Linked DNA regions of Mus musculus: all the other regions are linked to region 6. A link is a contact called in public HiChIP or PLAC-seq and promoter capture Hi-C data. All regions are on one chromosome and are shown on one strand. The core of a region is the stretch at or near the end of the contact, and the rest is flanking DNA. Distances in the headings are between cores, read along the strand shown.

Evidence for each region. Promoter capture Hi-C pulls out the DNA fragments that hold promoters and counts their contacts. HiChIP or PLAC-seq counts read pairs in DNA pulled down with a chosen protein or histone mark.
Region 1: a contact with region 6 is called in a promoter capture Hi-C map of embryonic stem cells, with 2.9 times the contacts expected there. The contact joins the enhancer-like site here to the promoter of Flnc in region 6. A contact is called at or near these places in 11 of 39 promoter capture datasets (the 3T3-L1 cell line, 3T3-L1-derived adipocytes, the C10 cell line and 6 more), 5 of 15 datasets of contacts at CTCF or cohesin (the G1E-ER4 cell line, embryonic stem cells, large pre-B cells and 2 more), 76 of 484 Hi-C or Micro-C datasets (the 63-12 cell line, the AML12 cell line, B cells and 41 more), 7 of 115 datasets of contacts at active chromatin or transcription factors (cardiomyocytes, embryonic stem cells, kidney and 1 more) and 2 of 9 other capture datasets (embryonic stem cells and liver).
Region 2: a promoter capture Hi-C map of embryonic stem cells shows a contact between it and region 6. The contact joins the promoter of Prrt4 here to the promoter of Flnc in region 6. A contact is called at or near these places in 5 of 39 promoter capture datasets (the 3T3-L1 cell line, cranial neural crest, embryonic stem cells and 1 more), 2 of 484 Hi-C or Micro-C datasets (both in embryonic stem cells), 4 of 115 datasets of contacts at active chromatin or transcription factors (bone marrow-derived macrophages, embryonic stem cells, pancreatic cancer cells and 1 more) and 1 of 9 other capture datasets (liver).
Region 3: a contact with region 6 is called in a FOXA1 HiChIP or PLAC-seq map of pancreatic cancer cells. The contact joins the enhancer-like site here to the promoter of Flnc in region 6. A contact is called at or near these places in 1 of 39 promoter capture datasets (the 3T3-L1 cell line), 1 of 484 Hi-C or Micro-C datasets (muscle stem cells), 3 of 115 datasets of contacts at active chromatin or transcription factors (embryonic stem cells and pancreatic cancer cells) and 2 of 9 other capture datasets (adipose tissue and pancreatic islet).
Region 4: a contact with region 6 is called in a FOXA1 HiChIP or PLAC-seq map of pancreatic cancer cells. The contact joins the promoter of Impdh1 here to the promoter of Flnc in region 6. A contact is called at or near these places in 7 of 39 promoter capture datasets (the 3T3-L1 cell line, embryonic stem cells, liver and 2 more), 2 of 484 Hi-C or Micro-C datasets (embryonic stem cells and muscle stem cells), 1 of 115 datasets of contacts at active chromatin or transcription factors (pancreatic cancer cells) and 2 of 9 other capture datasets (adipose tissue and pancreatic islet).
Region 5: a promoter capture Hi-C map of the SN4741 cell line shows a contact between it and region 6, with 4 times the contacts expected there. The contact joins the promoter of Hilpda here to the promoter of Flnc in region 6. A contact is called at or near these places in 2 of 39 promoter capture datasets (the SN4741 cell line and embryonic stem cells), 4 of 484 Hi-C or Micro-C datasets (embryonic fibroblasts, muscle stem cells, myocytes and 1 more), 4 of 115 datasets of contacts at active chromatin or transcription factors (embryonic stem cells, extraembryonic endoderm stem cells and pancreatic cancer cells) and 2 of 9 other capture datasets (adipose tissue and pancreatic islet).

What each region holds. Positions count from the first base shown.
Region 1 is chr6:29,637,841-29,641,374 of GRCm38.p6, forward strand. No RefSeq gene overlaps it. Among named protein-coding and RNA genes, the nearest start is that of Tnpo3, 30 kb to the left of the region's middle. Within about 2 kb of position 1,966, at least 16 of the 459 cell types and tissues checked have an H3K27ac peak or open chromatin away from gene starts, as enhancers often do. A contact at or near this core is called in embryonic stem cells and stem cell-derived epiblast-like cells, where this site is marked.
Region 2 is chr6:29,177,536-29,181,424 of GRCm38.p6, forward strand. It overlaps Prrt4 (proline-rich transmembrane protein 4), which reads right to left and starts at 2,049. Exons shown (of 5, transcript NM_001101443.1): 1 at 1,922-2,049; 2 at 1-296. The coding sequence starts at 233.
Region 3 is chr6:29,194,499-29,197,995 of GRCm38.p6, forward strand. No RefSeq gene overlaps it. Among named protein-coding and RNA genes, the nearest start is that of Prrt4, 17 kb to the left of the region's middle. Within about 2 kb of position 1,568, at least 80 of the 459 cell types and tissues checked have an H3K27ac peak or open chromatin away from gene starts, as enhancers often do. A contact at or near this core is called in adipose tissue, muscle stem cells and pancreatic cancer cells, where this site is marked.
Region 4 is chr6:29,214,322-29,217,877 of GRCm38.p6, forward strand. Impdh1 (inosine monophosphate dehydrogenase 1) reads right to left here and starts at 2,043. Exons shown (of 15, transcript NM_001302933.1): 1 at 1,751-2,043. The coding sequence starts at 1,920.
Region 5 is chr6:29,270,471-29,274,128 of GRCm38.p6, forward strand. It overlaps Hilpda (hypoxia inducible lipid droplet associated), which reads left to right and starts at 2,156. Exons shown (of 2, transcript NM_023516.5): 1 at 2,156-2,340.
Region 6 is chr6:29,431,475-29,435,436 of GRCm38.p6, forward strand. It overlaps Flnc (filamin C, gamma), which reads left to right and starts at 1,679. Exons shown (of 48, transcript NM_001081185.2): 1 at 1,679-2,339. The coding sequence starts at 1,985.

The sequences.
Region 1 (3,534 bases), core at 716-3,215, 210 kb after region 6:
CCTAGAACTTGGTGAGTTTTCAGTGTTAGTCTCCTGAGTACTGGGATTACAGGTGTGAGCCACCCCTCCAGCCAAGAAATCTTTAAAAGACATCTAGTGTGGCTGGAAAGACCATGCAGCTGTTACCGGGGTGGGGTCAGTTCCCAACAATGGCAGCTCACAAGCCATCTGTAACTGCAATTCCGAGGGATGGGTGCCCTCTTCTGACCTCTAAGGCACACATGGTACACATGCAAAAAAAAAAAAAAAAAAAAAAAAAAAAAAGCACTCCATGTAAATAAAAATAAATCTTAAAAGAAGATATCTGGTGGAGCTGAAGACATGGCTCAGTGGTTAAGAGCACCGACTGCTTTTCCAGAGGTTGTGAGTTCAATTCCCAGTAACCACATCATGACTCAACAACCATCTGTAATAGGATTTGATGCCCTCTTCTGGTGTGTCTGAAGACAGTGACAGTGTACTCAGATAAATAAAATAAAATAAAGCATTTTTTTAAAAGTATTTTAAAAAGCTATCTGGCATGCCAGCTCCTTTGCTCCTGGGAAGGAAGCATGACAGCTCCCAGTAAAGACCATGAGTTGAACCCAGCAGTGGTGGTGCATGTCTGGAATCCCAGCACTCAGGAGGCATAAGCAAGCGGATCTCTGTGAGTTAGAGGCCAACCTGCTCCAGAGTGAGATCCAGGACAGCCAGGGCTACTGTTTCAAACAACAACAACAACAACCACACACACACACAGAATGGAGGTTTCCATAGCAGAACGACATGTATGAATATAATAAAGACATGTGTGAACTTGTGTAGGAAGAGTTCCACTAAATCTTAACTGATATTCATCTTATCTTTTCAGTTTTTTTAATTGGATATTTTCTTTCTTTCTTTTTTTAAGCTTTATTTACTTATTATATATAAGTACCCTGTAGCTGTCTTCAGACACCCCAGAAGAGGGAGTCAGATCTCCTTAAGGATGGTTGTGAACCACCATGTGATCGCTGGGATTTGAACTCAGGACCTTTGGAAGAGCAGTCAGTGCTCTTAACTGCTGAGTCATCTCTCCAGCCCCTGGCTATTTTCTTTATTTACATTTCAAGTGTTATCCCCTTTCCTGGTCACTCCCACCCCCACCCCTGACACCCCCTATCCCATCCTCCCTCCCCCTGCTTCAATGAGAGTGTTCCTCCACCCATCCACTCCCACTTCCCCACCCTCATTTCCCCTACACTGGGGCATCTATCGAACCTCTATAGGGCCAAGGACCGTAGGGCAGAGGGAGTGGGGGAATAAAGGGAGTGGGAGAAAACCCGCATCCTGCCACCTCTGGGCGGGTGGATGTGGAAGACAGCGGCATGCTTCCTACTCGGCCCAGGTAGGTGATTGGCTGTAGGAAGCCGCGGAATCTCAGCTCGCCAGTGGTGGGGGGTGGACAAGGGGCAGTCTTAGGTAACAAGTTCTTAGTCTCGGGCATCCCAGACACCGCTGGACACTGCAGAAGACCTGAGAACAAAATGGGGGCCCCAGGGTCAGCTTGGTCATCCGCGGGGGAAGGGGGGGGGCGAAGGGAGGAGAGGTCAGGGAGAGAGTGGGCAGTGGGTGGTTCCCACGCCGGCAAGAATCCTTGGTCGTGTCTGTGGCTGGAGTGCAGGAAGGCCTTATGGCAGGAGGTTAGAGACGTGGTTGGGGGAAATCCTATCCCATCGTTCAAGCATGGCAGGCTTTGACTTGACGAGCAGAGACAGTCTATGGTTTTAGAGCTTTATTGTAGAAAGGCAAAGATAAAGAGAGAAGGTAGAAAGAGGGCCTTGTGGAGGGGAAGGGGAGGGAGAGGGAGAAGGAGAGCTAGAGATAAGAGTAAGAAAGGTGAGAGCTTAAAAGGAGGAGGGGCCAAGCAGCCCCTATTATAGTGGGCTGGGCTATCCTGCTGTTGTGAGGTAACTGTGGGGAGGAGACTACCTGGCTATAGTCAGGTAACTGTCGGGGTGGAGTCTAGACAGAATGCCAGGAGCTTGGGGCTTTATCTGTGTGATGGATAGTCATACACCTCTCCTGCAGGGGGCTGTGGGGGTGGTAACTTCGACAGGTGCCAGGGGTTCAGGAGACATGATTGAACACCTGTTCCATGTAGGTGGAGATCCCCAGGGTTCCAGACCTTTGCTCGACCAGACCAGGCTGTCTGTGCACAGCCCACTGCCCCACAAAGGACCTCTCCTCCCACTAATGCATGACAAGGCCATCCTCTGTAATATATGCAGCTGGAGCCACGTGTACTCTTTTGTTGATGGATTAGTCCCTGAGAGCTCTTGGGGGACTGGTTGGTTGCTATTGTTGTTCTTCCTGTGGGGTTGCAAACCCCTTCAACTCCTTCAGTTCTTTCTCTAGCTCCTCTATTGGGTACCGCTCGCTCAGTCCAATGGTTGGCTGCATCAGCCTCTCCGTATATATCAGGTACTGGCAGAGCCTCTCAGGAGACAGCTATATCAGGCTCCTGTCAGCATGTACTTCTTAGCATTCACAATAGTATCAGCATTTATTGACTGTATATGGGATGGATCCCCAGGTGGAGCAGTCTCTGGATGGCCTTTCCTTCAGTCTCTGCTCCACACTTTGTCTCCATATTTGCTCCCGTGAGTATTTTGTTCTCCTTCTAAGAAGGACTGAAGCACCCACACTTTGGTCATCCTTCTTCTTGAGCTTCATGTGGTCTGTATCTTTTCAGGTTTTTTGTTTTTTTATGTATTTATTTTTTGGTTTTTTGAGACAGTATAGCCCTGGCTGTCCTGGAACTCACTCTATAGACCAGGCTGGCCTTAAACTCAGAAATCTGCCTGCCTCTGCCTCCCAAGCACTGGGATTAAAGGCGTGTGCCACCACTGCCCCAGCATCTTTTTAGTTTTAAATGCAGAAAAACAACAAGGGCCTGGAGAGAGAGACAGCTTGCTGGCTAAGCACACCAGCTAGTTAACAAGCTGTACCACCAGCCCAGCTGGTGTCCACTGCTCTATTCTGGCCTCCATGAGCACTGAATGCCTATGGTGCACAAATAGATGCAGGCAAAACACCCATACACAGAAAAGAACAAATTTTAATTAAAATAATTCAACTGATCCAGATGGTGGTGGCACATGCCTTTAATTCCCAACACTTGGAAGGCAGAAGCAGGTGGATCTCTATGAGTTTGAGGCCAGCTTCGTCTACAAAATTAGTTCCAGGACAGCCAGGGTTACACAGTGGAACTCTGTCTCAGGGAAAAAAAAAATCAACTGAAGAATGGGTAAATAAACAGTGGTACATTTACACAGTGGAGTATTACTCAGCTATTAAGAACAATGACATTTTGCAGGCAAATGGATGGAACTAGAAAAGATCATCCTGATTGAGGTAGCCCAGACCCAGAAAGACAAACGTGGCACATACTTATAGATGGATATTAGACTTAAAGTAAAGGATAAGCATGCTGCAAACCACAGACCCAAAAAAGCTAAGTAACAAGGAGGGGGTGGGGGGGGGCATGAATCTCAATGAGAAGAAGAAATAGAA
Region 2 (3,889 bases), core at 799-3,298, 250 kb before region 6:
GAGAGAGGATGGGTCTCGGTGACAGGATTTCCCCAGACAGCAGCAGGTCCCCGGAGATGGAATTTGAAGTTTAGCCCCAGGTTGAGAGAGAGCATAGAGGCCTCACTCTGAGGTGGTGGGGTCAGAGTAGTAAGAGGGGCACCTGGTACAGAGGAAGCAGGCTGTGGACCCACAGGTACGGCAAGCAGGACCCAGCAGAACAGCCCCAGCTCCAGGCAGCTGCGGCCTGCCATGGCCCCACCTGGCTCAGCAACGCGGGTGGGCAGGGAGCTCACTTCTTCAGCAGCTCAGGGGTCCTAGAGGGAGAAGTGCTGGGAGTCAAGGCCTCCACCCGCCTCTTCCCGGATCAGATGCCCCAGGCAATGGCTCTAATCACAGAGAAGCAGGTGCAGGAACACAGGCAACGTGTTCTGCCTAAAAGAGGCATGGCAACTCTTCTTGCCAGCCCCCTCTCCACTACCTGCAGGCTCCAGGGCAAATCTCTTCCCTGCACACACTACCGCCATGCACACCCAGCCTTCCCACAAGGGGGCCTGATGTCTGACCAGAAGTCTGACTACAAGCAGGAGCCTCATCCTGAGCCAGAACAGAGGGAATCAACTTAACCTCCCAGAGGCAGATTCCCTCCCTCCTCACCCACCCCTCTACCCAGCTTTCTCCATCCCCCACCCCCCATCTCTCAAATATCTACTGAGGCCCACTGTATATCAAGCATCGTCCCAGTAATACAGTGGTAAAGAATGCAGACCCTTCCGGTTCGCTCCTGATCCCCACCTCCAGACCCAGCAAGAAACCACTGGTGCACAAGGCCCTCAGAAAGGGCAGGTCACAAGCCTGAGTGATCTGACCTGCAAGGCCATACAGCCAGCGAAGCAGGGTCCCGGGCCTAGCAGAGGCTCTCCGGAGCCTTTCCCCTCTTTCTAGGGGTTTGGCCTGCAGCTACCCTCCCCATGACCTCAGGAGTTTTTGAGGGAGGGACCATTAACCCTTTCTGGCTCCGTAGGAAAGGAGGTCAGGCAGGCAAGCTCGGTAAGGGGCAGCAGCTGCAGAAAGGCTACCCCCCTCCCCAGAACACATCTGGTGGGGGAAGGGAGAATGAACCAGGGACACACGTGCACCCAGTACCCTTACATCACACACACACACACACACAGCCGCACCTAGCACCCGTGACACACTCACCCACGCACCCTTCACACACTCCTGCACATATACACACTCCACCCTGATGCGCCCCTTTCCCTCCTACGTAGGCTCGCTCTCTCTCTCTCTCTCTCTCTCTCTCTCTCTCTCTCTCTCTCTCTCTCTCTCTCTCTGCATATGCAGTCAGCAACACACACAATCCTAACACACTGTACATATACACCACACACCATCATTTCTATCAACCCCATCTCACGCCCCTTACACACCCACCCCTCGCAGGCACACAAGCACACGCGCGTGCGCACACCACACTCCCGCTTCCCCAGTCCAGACCGACGGACCTGCTTCTCTCGCTCGGGCGAGTCCCCGGGGCCAACCCCCGGGAGAAGGGGCACCCTGGCTCAGGGGGCCCCAGCAGGGCAAGGCTCGGCGAGTCTAGCCTGTTCTCCGTTGCGCCCAAAGCCGGGACTCGAGCTCAGAGTCCCCGGATTCCCTTTGGCTTGCCGGGCGATCGCAGCAGCTGCCGGTCTGTCCCCGGCTGGGTCTGCGACCCGCAGCGCTCTTAGCAGGCGGCGGGCGGCCGGGCTGCGCTCGCGATCCGCACTCCGCTCCCTCCCCGCGGCGCCGCCTCCTGGCTGTGAGCCCGGCTCCCCGGCCCAGCGCCCGCGCCCGGGCCCCGCAGCTGCCGGGCTTCTTGCAGCCCTCCCCGCTGCCTCCCGCGCCCTCCCTCCTCTCCCTCCTCCTAGCCCGCCCGCTGTTCGCGGTCCGCCCCTACCCGGGCCGGCAGGCGGGCGCGCACATCAGCGCGGAGCCACGGCCACCTCGCTGCTCCGGCCCCACGCGCACTCATTCACCCAGCGCTGCCAATCAGCTGCGGGAGAGTCGGTGCCTCGTTCTCAGCCTGGCGCTGGCAGCCACAGGCTCGGAGGACAGCCCAACGCACACACCCACAAGCACGCCATTCCCGAGAAACACCCTCAGGCGAGGGCACTGGGCGCGCGCGCGCACACACACACATTCACACGCACACAAGTACGTGCACACATGCAACAGTAGTCTGGCATAGGTTAGTATCCCAAGCAATCAAAATCCACTCCGTTGAACCCTGGATAAAGACTTACTGCTCTCCCTTACAACAATGGGAACAAATGTGTTCCCATTTTAGAGATAGATAAGTCCCCAGAACTTATCAAATTGCTTAAGATTGCTCAGTTTGGCGGAGACTTGAACTCAGTCTTTCTGCTTGCCTTCTTCACCACCTGGTGGTTTGCAAACATACAACCACCGAGGAAGGCCTCCTACGCTTCTTCGCAGGCCAACTGCCAAATGTCAATCCCCATTCATAGCGTCTCCTTTTGCTAAAATCTCTCCAAAATACTCAGCTTCAGAAATATCTGTGGGAGAGAATAGTGAGACAAGCTGGTGTGCGAGGTGGATCACAATTTGTCTCCAATAAGACGTGGTAGAAGAACATAGAAACAAAGAAAGAGCACCCAGCCAGCCTCATGGCACTGCTAGCTAAGAGTACTGAGCAGTCGCTAAGCCTGCTGCACTATCTAAAGGCTGTATTGTTGACTGACAGGATTAAGTGTGGCTTGTTGGAGGCTGAGGCAGGCGGATTTCTGAGTTCGAGGCCATCCTGGTCTACAAAGTGAGTTCCAGGACAGCCAGGGTTATACAGAGAAACCCTGTCTCGAAAAAAAAAAAAAAAAAAAAAAAAAAGTGTGGCTTGTTTGTTAGTCTGGAGTCTCTAAATCCCTTCATGTTTTCTTTCTTCCAAAACGGTGAATTTGATAGAAACGTGCGTGCGGGCGCACATGCGGGCGCTCGCGCGCGCGCGCGCACACACACACACACACACACACACGGAGGGAGGGAGAGAGGGAGGGAGGGAAATGTCTTTAATTCTGTCACTTGGCAGGCAGAGGCAGAAAGATTGAAAGTTTGAGATCAGTCACACTCACAAATTGATACTCTCTCAAACAAACAAACAACTCCAACCAACCAACCAGACAGACAGAAAGGCTGACAGACCAAACTGCAAAAGACTTGCCCATTTTGCTGGGTGTGAAGACAAAAACCCAGCATCACCCTTCAGGTGGTAAAGGCAAAAGGATCCAAGTTCAAGACTGCTGTTGTTGGCCATGGAGGGATTTTTGAGGCCAGCTCAGGCTACCTGATAACCAGCCTCAGTAGACAGGTAGACAAAAGTGAGCTAGTCCTGCCCCAGAAAGCAGAGACATAGCATAATATTTTGGTCAGGGGAAGAGCAGGCAATGTGTTGCAATTCAGAAAGGCATCTGAGACTCATTTTTGGATCACAGAACTCATGCCACCAATAGATTCAAGATCAAATTGGGTCTCCCACCAAGCTCTCAGAGTCCGACTGTGAATCTGGGATTTATCCTGAGTCTCCAAACAAAACACTGGGAAAGCCGTGCTCTAGGAGTCCCTAAAGGAAACCACTACTCTGCCCTTCTCCCCAGGCCACTGGGGGCTGCCTAGAGGCAGTGTGTTAGGATTCAGACTCTAATTTTTTTTCATATGTTTTATAAACGCTATCCCACCGGAGACATTTTCTTTGAATCTCCCTCGTAGAAAGCCTCATTTCTTGCTAATCATGTTCATTTAAAGACTTCTAAGTGGAAAGGCAGAAATAAACATATCCCAGCACATTAAAATTGCAATCTTCCATGACAAAGCAGGCTTATTCCCAAGAATGATATTTTTACAAAGATATTGA
Region 3 (3,497 bases), core at 318-2,817, 240 kb before region 6:
AGATGGCACTGGTGCACTCAGATCTGCACGCCAGGAAGTGATGCCCCTGATTGTTGCACAGCCTGGTGTGAGGAGATTTGGTTAGAGCAGTGGCACGATTATAACCATTTCTTTCTTCTTACAGATATCCGGCCACCCTGCTGACCAACTCTGTCTTCAGCCAATCCCAGGAATCTCTGCTGCCCCGTGGGCCAATCAAAACCAGATGAGCACATTAGAAACAGCCCATACCCTTTTTACTCCCTTCCCCACAGAATGACCTCGGTGACAAGCTGGCTAAGAGAAGGAGGCCCCTTTCCCAGGAAAAGCTGTTCCCCGATCAGGGTCTCTTCTGTCCTCCTCCCCCTGTCTCTTTTCCTTTTGAGGCAGGGTCACATTTATGCCAGGCTGGCCTTGAACTTACTATGCAGCCAAGGATGAACTTGAACTGGAATCTGATCCTCTTGTCTGAGATTGTATAACCAGTTCTATGTTATGCTTAGAATCAAACCAAGAGCTTTGTGCACACTAGGCTGGGACTCTAACAACTCAACAAAACCAGAGTTTTTTGAACCCCTAATGGTGGGGTTCCATTCATCCTCAAAAAATAGATACATACACAAAAGGGTTGCATGCAAAAAAGATTCACAGACCCTCTAAAAGACACCCATGTGCCCAACGTACCTGCTTCCAGCCTGCAGTGGCCTGAGTGCCTGTTCTGTCCTGCCTTATGCCAGGGACTCTAGAAGTGAGACACGGCCCTCTGTCTTACCTTGAGAACTTTCAGGTTAGACAAAGCTGCCCAGGAAAGACTGTTTTCCAATCTGTGAATGAGACCTTGGGGTATATGCTATTAGAGGTAATAGGGTCCATATGCATGGGGGTCGGGGGGAGGTTGTCCACACAAAGCCTCGTAAGGATAATGAAACAGATGGTGTCCACATTGTTTAGCTTTTGTCAAGCATCCTATAAACAGCCTCTCTCCCTTTATGAAGGTGAGCATCCTAGACAGCTGTGGCAAGCCAAGTGATGGCCCTCGGAAAATGTTTGCATCCTGACTCCTGGAACTCATGGTGTCCAAGATGACAAAGGGGGCATTGGCAGATATGATTATGTTGTAAATTGGGAGATGGGAACACTACCATGGGCCTTTGAAAAGGAAGCTGGAGTGTAAAGTCCAAATGGGTCAGAAAGACTGGAAGAGTTGAAGATGCTGTGCTCTGGCTTTGAAGGGATGAGATGAGCCCATGAGTCTTGAGACCTTAGGCAATCTCCAGAGTTCTCAGTGCAAAGGAATGGGTTCTCCCTGGAGACTCTAGAGGGCAGGCTTCTGGAAGGATAAATCCTAGACTTCTGACCCACACCACAGGAAGATAGTAAGTTTATGTTGTCCTAAACTATGCAGTTGTAACTTGTTACCACAGCAACAGGAGGCTGGCACACTTAGACCTTGTCAGGGAGAAACCCATGCCTGCTGGGCTAAAGCTGCTGGGGAATTCTACAGCCAGCAGAGCAAAAACTGAGCCTGTGGTGAGAGAAGGGAGGGGCTGGGGACAGAGTGCTCAGCCTGTGACCTCACCCTTGGCTGCCCTGGCACACTGAACTGTCAGCCTGTGGTTATATGCATGACCAGGCCCCAAAAGGGATCCTTGTGGAGTCAATGCTGTGCCAAAGGTGGGGGTGTGGCAAGAAGGCTGGTGTCCAGGGGGAGCCCAATCAGCCTCAGGCTGCAGGCAGGAGCCTGAGAGTGACTAGACACATTCTCTCTGCTGCTCCACATGAGGAATCCTCTCTCTCTCTCTCTCTCTCTCTCTCTCTCTCTCTCTCTCTCTCTGCACTGCACCCTCTTGGCTTCCCTTGGGAGAGTGGGAGAAGGGACTTTGGGGCTGGGGCACAGGAATGAGGACACAGCCTCAGCTCTGGCTGAGCAGCTAGATGGCCTTGGGCAAATGACTTAGCCTCTCTGAGCCTGTCTCCTCCTCTAGAAGAGAAGTCATATTTTCCATTTCACAGGGTTTTATGATGTCATAACGCTCGTACACAATTCCAGCATAGAGCAAAGCCCCATCGGTACTGCTGGTATTTGCATCATTGTTACATGGTCCTGAACTGCTCACCATCACAAGTCAAAGCTGATCTCTCCTGCTAGGTTCTGAGTTCTTCAACGGAACGTGTGCTCTGTCCATCTCTGTACCCTCAGCATTGCTAAACCTGCTGATAAGTATCAGGTGAGGAATAGGCTTCATATGTTCATTATGAGTGACAGTCACTATCACTTATAAATAAGTGAATAAACATATGGAGCCTATTCCTCATCTGATACACACACACACACACACACACACACACACACACACACACACACACAGTCAGTCAGTCAGTCAGTCAGTCAGTCATATGAGGGAAGCAGACAGCATACATCGAAATGGAATGTGTTTGTGGTATTTTCTAGAAGGCAATGAAGCAGAAGGAGCGGATGGGTAGGGAGGCGAGTGGTTAAACTGCTAGTGTGCATGTTGGAAGGTCTATCAAGATGGCCCTAGAGTAGACACCTGCAGGAAGGGAGGGGAGTAGACAGGAGAGGGATATGTGGGAGAACTTTTTAAAAAAGGTGTGAGGGAGCATGGGATCACAAGGAGGCCAGAGAGGATGCACCACAGGGTGAGAAAGAAGCAATAGTTAACTAGGTCTGACAAGTAGGAGGGTCAGATCACAATGGGTCTTGAAGGTCACAGGAAAGATCCTGGCTTTTAGTTTGAGCCCAAGAAAACCACTAGCGGGCTTTCACGTGCTCCAACTTACATCTCAATTTCTGCTCTCAGGAGACTCTAGTAGGAGGGAATAGTGGGAACTGGGGAAACGGGGCCCATTGCCACAATGCAGGGAGGGGACAACCGTGGCTTAGCTGTTAGAAGAGACTAGAAGTGGCCCAAAAGGCTACCTATGGAGGCCGTGCCAAGAGGGAATGCTAATGGGTTAAATATGCATGGGGGAGCAAGACAGAAGGAGGGTGTCGGGGAGAATTATACATCTCAGTGTGTCCTTGGAGTACCCAGATTATTCTGAGAAAAAAAAATCCTAGTTGTGTATATAGTGGTGTTTCCACAGAATGAGCCAAGCTGAGAGCTGGGTGGGCATCACGGAATCCCAGAGGAGCCTAAGTAGAGCAACAACAACAATGGCTAGTAATAATGTGCTCTCTTGTCCAGCTAAGACACAGGTCTCCTACTTCGGGACTTTGGCCCAAAATAGTCAACACTCGGGATATCCAGATTGCTGCCTGCACCTTATATTTCCCTCCCATCCCTATAATCATGGAAATCAGTTCCTTATGACAGTTCTGACTCTAGGTCTATCGCCCCATCTTTCTGGATAGAAATTTAGAGAGCAGATAGGTAGATACATAGATAATTGGTTTTGTTTCTCTAGAGAATGTGGACAATTCATGGAGTTTAAGTTCAGTAAGTGGGAGATAGAGGGTCCTGAGAGGAGGGCTGGGGTGAAGACAGAGCAGATGA
Region 4 (3,556 bases), core at 793-3,292, 220 kb before region 6:
CTCCTGCTTTGACCTATGTCAGAGCTCTTTATTACTCTAAGCTGCTGGGCTCAAGGCTGGGTTAGGCTGTCCTTTTCTAGAGACTTAATCCATCCCCCTGGCTTCCCCCCTCCCTCTTCCTGCAATTCCCCAGCTGCTTCCTCCACAGGGAGGAGACACCAGGCAACCAGTGGGCCTCTTTAACGCAAGGAAGGGCAGCTGGTCCCCTGAGACTCCCCTCCTCACAGCTTCAAGGGCAGGGGGCAGGCCTAAGGCAGCTGCTCAGGGGAATAGGGGAATAGTGTCCACCAGGGCACTAAAGTTCAGGCAAGCAGTCCAGAGGACTCTATCTGATCTGAGGTTGTTTAGAGGAACAAGATTTCAAAACAACACTTTTAGGGGGGAAAAGGTAAAGACAACATTAGCATTGTTATGCCGGGATAAATAGGCAGGGCTCACCCAAGTTCAAGCCAGAGAGACCAGTAATGCTGCTGGACTGAAGCCTAGGGCTTCTCAGAGAACCCTTGCCTTTTCCTACACCTTCATTCAGGTTGGTGGAGGCAGATAGAGGTCTTAGCTGGCAGGTTTTGGATTTTATACTGGCCTGGCTGGGGTCCAAGTTTACACAGGCCATTCTGAGCCTAAGTGGGGGGCGGGAAGTGTGGGGTTGGCACTGTCCCTTTGATGCAGCAGTACATCTGAAAAAGAGATGCACCTGCCTGAACTCTGAGATTCTACAGTCCTAGTTTCCTTCGAGCTCACAAGTACCGTGGCCCGCTTCCTCCCATATAGTGGCACCTCTCTAAAACCCCAAGCCCTCCAAACTAGATTTCTATTATAGAAAAACGGATGGCAGGTTGCTTAAGCCTAAGTCAGTTCTAAAGAGACAGCCAGCAACGGCAGGAGGGGCTGGGCTTCGTAGCCCCAAAAGCCGTTAAAAGTTCTTACATAAGCGGCCAAACCCTGGGCAGAAGAACTACCTGGCTAATTCCCCAGACCACCCTCCCCTCAAAACCCAGCTGCCAGATCACCTCCCCAAGCTGCTGAGCACCAGCAGATGGGGTAGAGAAAGAAGTCCAAATCCCCTGGACCGGAAGGACAGTAGGATTGCATTTCAAACTGCGATACAATCCAGAGATTAGCCGCTGTCTCTTTTTTCAGCTCGTTCCCTTGAGGCCCAGTTCACTGCCCCAACTCTTTCTCCAGGGACCCTCATTCATTGCCTTTCAGACCCCCTGCATTGGGGTACAAGTCTTTCCAAGGAGTGAACAGCAGCCGCCTCACTGGATCTCAGTGCCTGGTGAGAAAGTGCAAGTACCTTCCCCTAGTCCTAGGGAGACACTCAATCCGGACACCCACACCTATTGAATACATTCTAGGAAGAAGAAAGCTGAGGAGAAAGCGCCGTTGGACCGGGACTCCAACAAGCACTTTTTGTACCCCAGAGGTCGGAGCCACTTGTACCAAGCGTCGCTGAGTGTGTAGTATAGGTCGGATCTTAGATAAAATGTTAGGGAGCGATATTACAACCTGCGCCCTCTCTCCAGCTCCCCGGAGTAACGCGGCACTGAACTGTTTGCACAGTGCCCGCCTGCATCCGCCAGCCAAGAGTCAGGTGTATGACAGTCTAACTGCGTCTGGGGAAGTGCAATGGCAGTAGAGGGGACCTGCCTCTGGCCTCCCCCGCAGCGCTACCCGGTCTCCCGGCGTTGCCGCGCCCTTCTCTGCCGCCCGCCCCGGATGCGCCCGCGCGCCTTGCCCTGGGCGTCACCTCTCCGGCTCGTAGCCGGCCTGCAGCAGGCGGGCGCTGTACCGCTGCGCCGCGGTCTCATGTCCCGGGTGTTGCCGGGCTCCGGGCTCTGGAGCGGCAGCCGCTCCACCTCCCTGCAGCAGCGGCGAGAGCAGCCCGGACTCCGGTGGGGGTGAGAGCGGTTCCTCCATGCCATGCGGAGGCCGCAGCTCTAGGCGGCGGGAGCCTCTCCGCGTGGAGGCTCCCGAACCGGCGTAGGCAATAAGAGCCCCAGTCCGCTCCCGGAGGGAGCGGGGTAGTGGGCGGGGTCTACTGGAAGGGGCGGGGCTGGTTGTTGGGAGGCGGGGCTCTGGAAGAGCTGGTTTGGGGTCCTGGAGTCCATAGGGCTCCGCCCTTGGCACTACGCTCTGTTCCGCCCCCATGAGACGCCACTCAGGCTGAAAAGTAAGCAGATGAGCAGATGGTGAGGTGGAGCGAGGTTTGTGTTCTTCAAGGACCCAACTGAAGAGGACCCTCCGCTGTACCCTGTGTCGTGCACCTTCGAGTTTCTCCTGGTTTCATCTGAGGAAAAGGAGCGCAAACACCAGGGTAATGAACTATTATTGCATGGCCTCTTGGAGTGCTTCCAGTCCTGGGCAAGAGAGGTGGGACACTCCAGCAAGCCCTACCTATTCAACAACCCTCACCATTTCTTTATACTGCTACCCAGGGAAGACAAACAGGCTACTAGCTCCTGAAGGAAAAGACCCTAGTCTTGCCCTGCTTATAGTCTTCCTTTACAGGGAAGTAGGGCTGAGCACACACGCACTAACTCGCATTTGCTCATCTGCTGCCTAGAAAACACTTTCTATTTCAGCTTTGTTACTATTGTCAGCTTTCATAAAGCAACTCTCTGGGAAAGCAAGAAGAGTTACTGCCTTCGGGCAATTTGTTCGAGGAGGCCGAGTAGATAGAAAACAAACAACTGACAATTCTTACACTGAATACTTTTTTTTTTTTTTTAACATCTGACGATCTCAGGAATAAATAATAGACGCTTGGTGATCTGGGGCTGTTAAGATGGCTCAGTGATTAAGAGCACGGGTTGCTTTTCCATAGGACCCTGGTTCAATTCCTAGCACCCATATGGCAGCTTACAACTGTCAGGTTGTAACAGGTGATTCGTTGCCTTCTTCTGGGTTCTACAGGCACTGCATGAACATGCTGCACAGATATACATGTAGAAAGACACCTACACACATAAAATAAATAAAGTTGGATGATCTGCTGGCACTAAGATCCATTTCAAGAACCCAAAATTATGGTCTTTGTGTTGGCTAGTTTGATGTCAACTTGACAGAAGTTAACTCTGCCCTTGGTACCAGACTCTGTCGTGGGCACACACCCCTCCCCCCATCTGAACCAAGTAAATGTCAATTGAGAAAATGATAAAATGACTAAGATCAGGCTGTAGAGCATTTGCTTAGTGGTTGGGAGGCCCCAGCCTACTGTGGGTGGTGCCATCCCTGGGCAGGTGGTCCTGGGTTCTATAAGAAAGTAAGCTGAGCAAGCCATGAAGATCATGGCACCTCCCCATGGCCTCTGCATCAGTCAGTTTCTGCTTCCAGATTCCAGCCCTGTGCCGGGCGTGGTGGCGCACGCCTTTAATCCCAGCACTCGGGAGGCAGAGGCAGGCGGATTTCTGAGTTCAAGGCCAGCCTGGTCTACAAAGTGAGCTCCAGGACAGCCAGGGCTATACAGAGAAACCCTATCTCGAAAAAAAACCAAAAAAAAAAAAAAAAAAAAAAAAAAAAAAAAGATTCCATTCCAGCCCTGCTTGAGTTCCTG
Region 5 (3,658 bases), core at 906-3,405, 160 kb before region 6:
CACTGCTATTCTGAAAATCATTCTGTAGACCATGCTGGCCTTGAACTCAGAGATCTGCCTGCTTCCCATTTTAAGACAGTGTTGCTTGTAGCCCAGGCTGGCCCCCAACTTGCTAGGTACTCGAAGGTGGCCTTGATTTAGAGTAGTCCTCCCTCATCCACCTCCCATGCACTGGGATTATGGGTATAGTGTTGGACCAAATAAGCGGTCCGTATTCCAGCCCCTATACTTACCTTCTCTTAATAACATGAAGACTGTGTTAAATATGTACAGACTGCCTTTTCTTTTCCTGGCTTATGGCAATCTTGTACGAATGCACTCATGATTTATATAGCTGGTGGGCTGGCTATACTGATGGGCTATACTGATGGGCTTTCTCAGTCCTCTGCCACTGTGAACAGTGCTGGAGTCCTTACTCCACAGGAGGGAGTTTACCTGAGGGATGACTCCCAGAAGTGGAATTCTGGGTAAAGGGGGCACAGACACTTTACCCAGTGTCTGTATTTACACTTTTCAGTATAATCATAAACTGAACTGATATGAGTTGCTCAGAACACTGATTTCCACCTCCTGTGCTTGCCAGCACGTCTCTCTTCTTCTAGGTACATCCCCCACCCTCTGTGACAGATGCGATGTCCTGAAAAGTAGGGGAAAGGTCACAGCGGAAGTTTGCTTCCTCCCTTTAATTCCGTTTAGTTTAGAGGCGAGGGCTTCTCCCACACATCGAATTGGCTCTCCCAAGGGTTCATTGACTCATCCTGGAAGTCATGAGAACGCACACCAACCCCCCCCCTCCTTGTAGTAACTATCGTGTTCACTTAGACCTGCCCCTAATTCTTGAGGGCTTTCCCCACTTGAGGGCTTGTCCCAGGAATCTTTTCTGAGATTCCCCCTTTGGGTCAGCACCTCTCCTTTGCGTTGGTTGGAGCCGGCAGGTGACTGGTAAGGCAGGTCAGTTTCCAGGTATGAAATCTAGACCATGACCTCCTCCCTCTCTAGTTCAAGCAAAAGGCAACTTTAAAAGAAAATAGCTTATTTTTAAAGAAAAAAAAATAATCTAAAATCCAATGCCCTCCCGGGGTACCGGAGCCACTGAAGGCAAGGCGATCCGTCCAAACGCCGTAAAAAGCCGAGACCAAAGCCAGGACAAATATTTTACTTTCATTCGGGAGGGCTCGAGAACAGTCGCAGGTACACTACAAGAACCTGACTCAAAAAACAAAGGAAGGAAGGGAGGGAGGGAGGGAGGGAGGGAGGGGGAGAGAGAGAGAGAGAGAGAGAGAGAGAGAGAGAGAGAGAGAGAGAGAGAGAGAGAGAGAGAGAGAGAGAAGAGAAGAGAAGAGGAGAAAAGGAAGAGAAGAGAGGAGAGGAGAGGAGAGGAGAGGAGAGGAGAGGAGAGGAGAGGAGAGGAGAGGAGAGGAGAGGAGAGGAGAGGAGAGGAGAGGAGAAAAGGAAGAGAAGAGAGGAGAGGAGAGGAGAGGAGAGGAGAAAAGGAAGAGGAGAGGAGAGGAGAGGAGAGGAGAGGAGAGGAGAGGAGAAGAGAAGAGAAGAGAAGAGAAGAGAAGAGAAGAGAAGAGAAGAGAAGAGAAGAGAAGAGAAGAGAAGAGAAGAGAAGAGAAGAGAAGAGAAGAGAAGAGAAGAGAAGAAAAGAAAAGAAGGGCTGGTGAGATGGCTCAGTGGGTAAGAGCACCCGACTGCTCTTCCGAAGGTCCAGAGTTCAAATCCCAGCAACCACATGGTGGCTCACAACCATCCGTAACAAGATCTGACTCCCTCTTCTGGTGTGTCTGAAGACAGCTACAGTGTACTTACATATAATAATAAATAAATCTTTAAAAAAAAAAAAAAAAGAAAAGAAAAGGAGGGCGGAAGGAAGGAACTCCTGCGGGGCCTTCCCACACTGCCCGGGCGTCACTTCAAGTACTGCATCCAGCAATGGGGGAGGGGGTAAAGGCGCCTTTTGGCTCCTGATCTTCTAGAAGGCGGCCGGTGAGGCTGAACCTCATGCTGTTCACTCTGGACTGCAGTGAATCAACCGCGAGCCGCGTGCTTTCCGTGACTCCCCGAGAACTCTGCGGCGACGCTGCTGACGCAGGGCTGGATGGCCAGCGGACGTGCCCCAGGGCGAGCTCGTGCAGGTTCGGTACGCGTGCGCAGTCTCCGAGGAGCCTCGCCCAGAAGGGGCGGGGCTTTGGGAGGTCCGTTTGTCTTTGGGGCTTATTTCTATCCAGAGCAGTGCCTGCGTGGAGCTTCCACGTTGCGACTCAGCCGACCTTCTTCCTTACTCCTGCACGACCTGGTGTGACTGTGAGCAGCCGTCTCTCAACTTTTCCTTCTGAGGTAACTGGCCCAGGACCCCCCAGGCCGGAGGCCGAGACATGGATCCCTTGTCCCATCGGTCGGGCTACTTGCGTTCGAGTCAGGGCTTTGCCTCCACCGGCTCTCTCTGCGTCGCCCAATCTATGAACTCCATGGGCCACCTTTGTTTGCCCACCAGGTTTCACCAAAGTACCTTAGCCTTCCCTTCCTGTCACCGCTTTAGAGTGTTGTGTAGTAACTGCCCCTTTGAAGGCTGAGTTCTTGTCTGTAGGACGACCATGTGGCCCAGAGTACCTTTCAGAGTGCCTGAGCTATTTAAAAGCATTCAAAGATGTTTGGATAAATTAACTAGATTTGACTCTTTGCTATTTTCTGTTTGCTACTTTTTGTTTTGTGGTACTCCGAATTGAACCTAGAATCTTGTATGTGCTAGATACAGCTTATACCACTCACTGGGGTGCATTACCTACCAGCCCCTTATGTTTACTTTTGAGACAAGGCTTCACTAAATCTTCCAAATTAGCTTTGCATTCTCTATAGCTCGGGCAAACCTTAAACATGCATTCCTTCTGCCTCAGCCTCCTTCATAGCTGGGATTACAGGCTTTTGTCACCCTTATCGTTTATATTGACGATATTATATTCAAGAAGTTTATAAATCCCCTGGAGGTGGTGGTGGCGGCGCGGCGGTGGCGGCCCGCGGAGGCCCGCGGACACCTTTAATCGCAGCCCTTAAGAGGTAGAAGCATGGAGGATCTCCGTGAGTTCGAGGCCAGCCGTACAGAGCTAGTTCTAGGACAGCCTGAGCTACACAAAGAAACCATGTCTCTGGAGGCAAAAAAGTTTGTAATCAACTTGGATGTATGATACAGGAGAAACTTAGACAGGTTGTTTGCTCTAGGACATATCCCTATTTCTTATTCTTGGGGCACTATGCTAGGGTGGGCAAGCACTCTATATACCACTGAGTTATATTTCAGCTCACTTTTTTTTTTTTTTCGAGGCAGGGTTTCTCTATGTAGCCCTGGCTGTCCTGGAACGCACTCTGTAGACCAGACTAGCCTCTAACTCAGAAATCCTCCTGCCTCTGCCTCCCAAGTGCTGGGATTAAAGGCGTGCACCACCATTGCCCTGCTCCACATTTTACTTTTTGAGTCAGGGTCTCACTAAGTTGCCCATGATAGTTTTAACTCACTGTGTAACTCAAGTATGCACCACCAGCCACACCTATCATTTTCTTGTATTTTATATATATACATGAAATACACACACATATACATTCATGGAGGCATTTTGCCTTCATGTTTTGTATCCTGTTTGCTGTGCATCATGGGTGTGTG
Region 6 (3,962 bases), core at 429-2,928:
AGAGCTAGGCATCCCTCCACAGGAGAGCTGTGTCTTTCAAATAGACAGTGCTGGTGCCTGCTGGGGGTTTTGGCTGAGGGGTGAAGGTAGCGCTCTGGGAGAATGACAGTTTGGGAGACAAGGAGGGGGCTGCCAACAGGAGAGTGGAATTCCTAAGCGCCTTGTCACAGGCAGCCAACGAACATGAGCTGCGGGGCACTAGCTATTTATACCTCTCCTGTCACTATCAGGGCCTCCAGAGACACCCCTGCTCCACACACCATGCACCACAGGGCTCTTTTCTGCTCCTGGCCCTTTCTGCCCTCCCCCTCCCTCCTAAGGACCAGGCCTTCTCCTTAGGTGAGAAGGAAAAAGAAATGATTGCTGGGAGCTTCACCATAAGCTCCGCCTCCCCCAACTCCTTTCCAAGTCCATAGTGGGCACCGCTGTCGTCTGCCCTTGAGGAAAGAGCTCCCAAAGATGCTTTATTATTGCCTTTCCTTTCATTATGACTGCGAGGAGGGAAATAAGGTAAAATGATTTACCCAAGCCTCAGCGGTCACATGGCTTGAATTAAGGACTGTCTTCCTTCAAAGCTAAGCTTACTTAGTCTCGAAGGATGGGGAAGCAGTGGACACACATCTGACCTCTCCTTGCGATGTAAATTCATTTGTAGGTCCTTCCCTTGTGTGTGGCAGGCAGCTTGGATTGCCTCAGTTTCTCTGTTGTGAACATTTCCCATGTCTCTCACCTTATTGGGCTTGCCCTCAACCCAATCCTGCCTAGGCTTCTAGCCTGCCTCCCTTCCTGCCCGCTTTGCCCCTGGCCCTGCCCACTTGCCCCAGTCACATTTCCCTTGGCTGCTCTGCCAGGGCTCTTCCTGCTATTTGGCACACTTCTACTTTCCCTGGGAAGATCTGCCCTGTGGCTCATGTGGGCACATTGCCCAGGGGGCTCCCTGGTACTACCTGGGCAGCCCTTTTGTCCTCTCATCAACTTGGTTGAGTCACGGGGGGGGGGGGGGCGCACACAAAGTGACTCACTGGGTACCCTTGTTCTGAGCTCAGCTTCATTCTGAGCCAGTGAGTCTAAATGGGCTAATGACCAGGGACACTGAGTCAGGTCAGGAGCCTTGGTTTCCCTGTGGCCCTGGGTTTGGATTCCAAATAACGGTTTAAGCATTTTTTTCTTGTAAAGTGGCAAAAGTCATGGAGCCCCCTTGAACTCAGTCTCTCCTGGTCAATGTCCCTGCTCCTTCTGGTGTTCTCTCTCTCTCTCTCTCTCTCTCTCTCTCTCTCTCTCTCTCTCTCTCTCTCACACACACACACACACACACACAATTTCCTTTCTGAGTTCTTCACAGGTGGACAATACAACCAGGCTAGAAGCCAGGACTCCTAGGCTGTGTCAACAGCCTTGTCACCAACTCCAGAAAGTTCTGTCAACACCAGATCAGTTTGTCTAGCCCTAACCACTGCCTCAGTTTCCCCATTACTTTCTTTAACCCAATCTGAGTGTGGAAGGAGTGTCCCTCATCCCTAAATGGCTAAGACTAGGTTGGGGTGTACAGTGTGCATGGGGAAGCTCAGGGCCAGCGCCCCCACCCCATCCCCGCTCCTGCTGAGGACTGCGTGGAGGAGGGGCGGGCGGAGGCGGGGCCGTGGGGCTCAGCGCGGCCCCCACCCGCGGGCCGGGCGGCATTCCTGGGAGGCCGGCGCTCTGACGTGGACCCTGGGGCTGCGGGCGCGGCGGGGGGGTCGGCAGCCCGGGGGCTTCTTAAACCCACTGCCCCGGCCCGGCCCGCACTTCCCGAGCACCGCTCCGCCCCGGGAGAGAGAGAGAGCCCTAGCCGGACAGCCCAGCAGCTCAGCCCAAGAGGCCAGCGAGCCCCGCCGCCCAGAGCGCTAACGAAGTCTCCGAGAACTCGGTGTCCCCGCGTCCCGCCCCGACAGCACCCACAGCCCGATCCCCAGGCCGTACTCCCCCGGCCCCCCGCCGCGCCACCATGATGAACAACAGCAACTATTCGGACGCCTCCGGCCTCGGCCTGGTTGACGAGGCGGACGAGATGCCGTCCACGGAGAAGGACCTAGCGGAGGACGCACCGTGGAAGAAGATCCAGCAGAACACATTCACGCGGTGGTGCAACGAGCATCTCAAGTGTGTGGGCAAGCGCCTGACCGACCTGCAGCGAGACCTCAGCGACGGGCTGCGCCTCATCGCGCTGCTCGAAGTGCTCAGCCAGAAGCGCATGTACCGCAAGTTCCACCCGCGCCCCAACTTCCGCCAAATGAAGCTGGAAAATGTGTCTGTGGCCCTGGAGTTCCTGGAGCGGGAACACATCAAGCTCGTGTCCATCGGTCAGTGCGGGGGTCACAGGGAACGGTCACAGCGGGGGTAGGAACAGGTCACATAGGTGCGGGTACTGAGATCCGGAACAGAAAACCTTTCCCTTGCCTGGTCTGATTTCTCCCTCGCCAGTACAGGCTGGAGCCCAGATACCCCTCTAGGACAGGTGGCACCCCTGAGAAGTTCCCTTCCGAAGTTGTCCAAACATCTTAGCTTCAGCCTCCCTACACACACTCCTACCGACCTGCCCAAAGTCCCCTCTTTTCCTTCCACCGGGCCACCCTTGCTTGCACATGCTTGCGAGGACAGGGCTGGTGCCCAGTGCTAATTCCTTGGGGGCGTATCCCGCCACCCACATGAAAGCAAATGGCTTCCCATCGCCTTCGTCGCTGGGCAAAAGCAGTCTTAAGACAGGTTCCAGTCGTCTCTGGGTTCTCAGGGCCCTGAGGCCAGGGAGACTAGTGGCCTGAAGCTCGCTGATGCGCTTGGCAGGCATGTGCTCCCCATCTGGGATCTGGCCGGACTAGAGCAAACAGAACCCGGCCTCAGAAACCTAAAAAGGCACTGAGCAACGTCCTGGGAGCTTTAACCCCTGATTGCCCTGGTCGTTTAGGTCGTCTGGGAGGGGGACTCCTGCCTGTCCATGCCCTGTTCCAACCCACCACCTGGCCTGGGATTGGCTACAGCTAAGGGTCAAGCTGCCCTGGAGGGAGGGGAAGGCTGAGGAAGAGAGGAAGTCATTGAGTGTAACCAGATTTGGAAGGTGTGTCAGTTCTGAGTGGGGGTAGGGAGGCGCAGGAGTCTAGAGAGTCCAGAAGCCCAGGGTGGGTTTTGAGTGGCAAGAAGATACCTTACTTTTCACAGCCCTATCCCGCTAGGACCAAGGTTTCCAGTTTGCGTCTTGGGTGAACTCTTAGAGCCCTTCTGGGATGTACTAGAAGGACCCCCCTGGGAGGATGCACCCCAGACCCTGGAAGGGAACTGTATATGGAACCAGGTGATGCCCACCACTACAAGCTGCCCCCAGAGACTTCAATATTTAACTAGGTATCTGCCCCCTCCCTAGTCTCCCTCATGGCCATCTCCAGGTCTCCGGAATTAGCAGCTGAGATCAGTCCGGGGCCCTTTGCCCTGTTCAGGCTTCTTCCTGGGCCTTACCTCTTCCAGTCCCAGTACTAACCCCCCCCCCCTACACACACACACACACACACACACACACACACACACACACCCCACCCTCCTGCTCTGGCCTGGAAATAGCCCTGTCTCCGTGACACAGCAGATGTCTCTGAGCTTTCCAGAAGGACAAGCCTGAGGACAAGGGGTGGGGGAGGGGGCCCTGGTGTAAGTGGTGGAGCTAGAAATTAGGAGGGTGTTGGGTGGGTGTGGAGCTGAGGGGCTGAAGATAAGCCAGCCCTGGAGGGGGGGGGGCTGCTCCCCACCTACCCCTCCCTTCACGCTGGGATCTGAAAGGCGGGACTGACTGTCCCAGGTGGGGTCTCCAAGGGAAAGTTTGCAGCCTCTGTGAAGACATTATAGGAAGTGGCTCAGCCTCCCTTCCCTGCTGGCTGCGGGGGCGGTGGGCCCCTCTCCAGGCCTCATCCTTCCCCTGTGCACCTCTCCCCTCCCCCCAT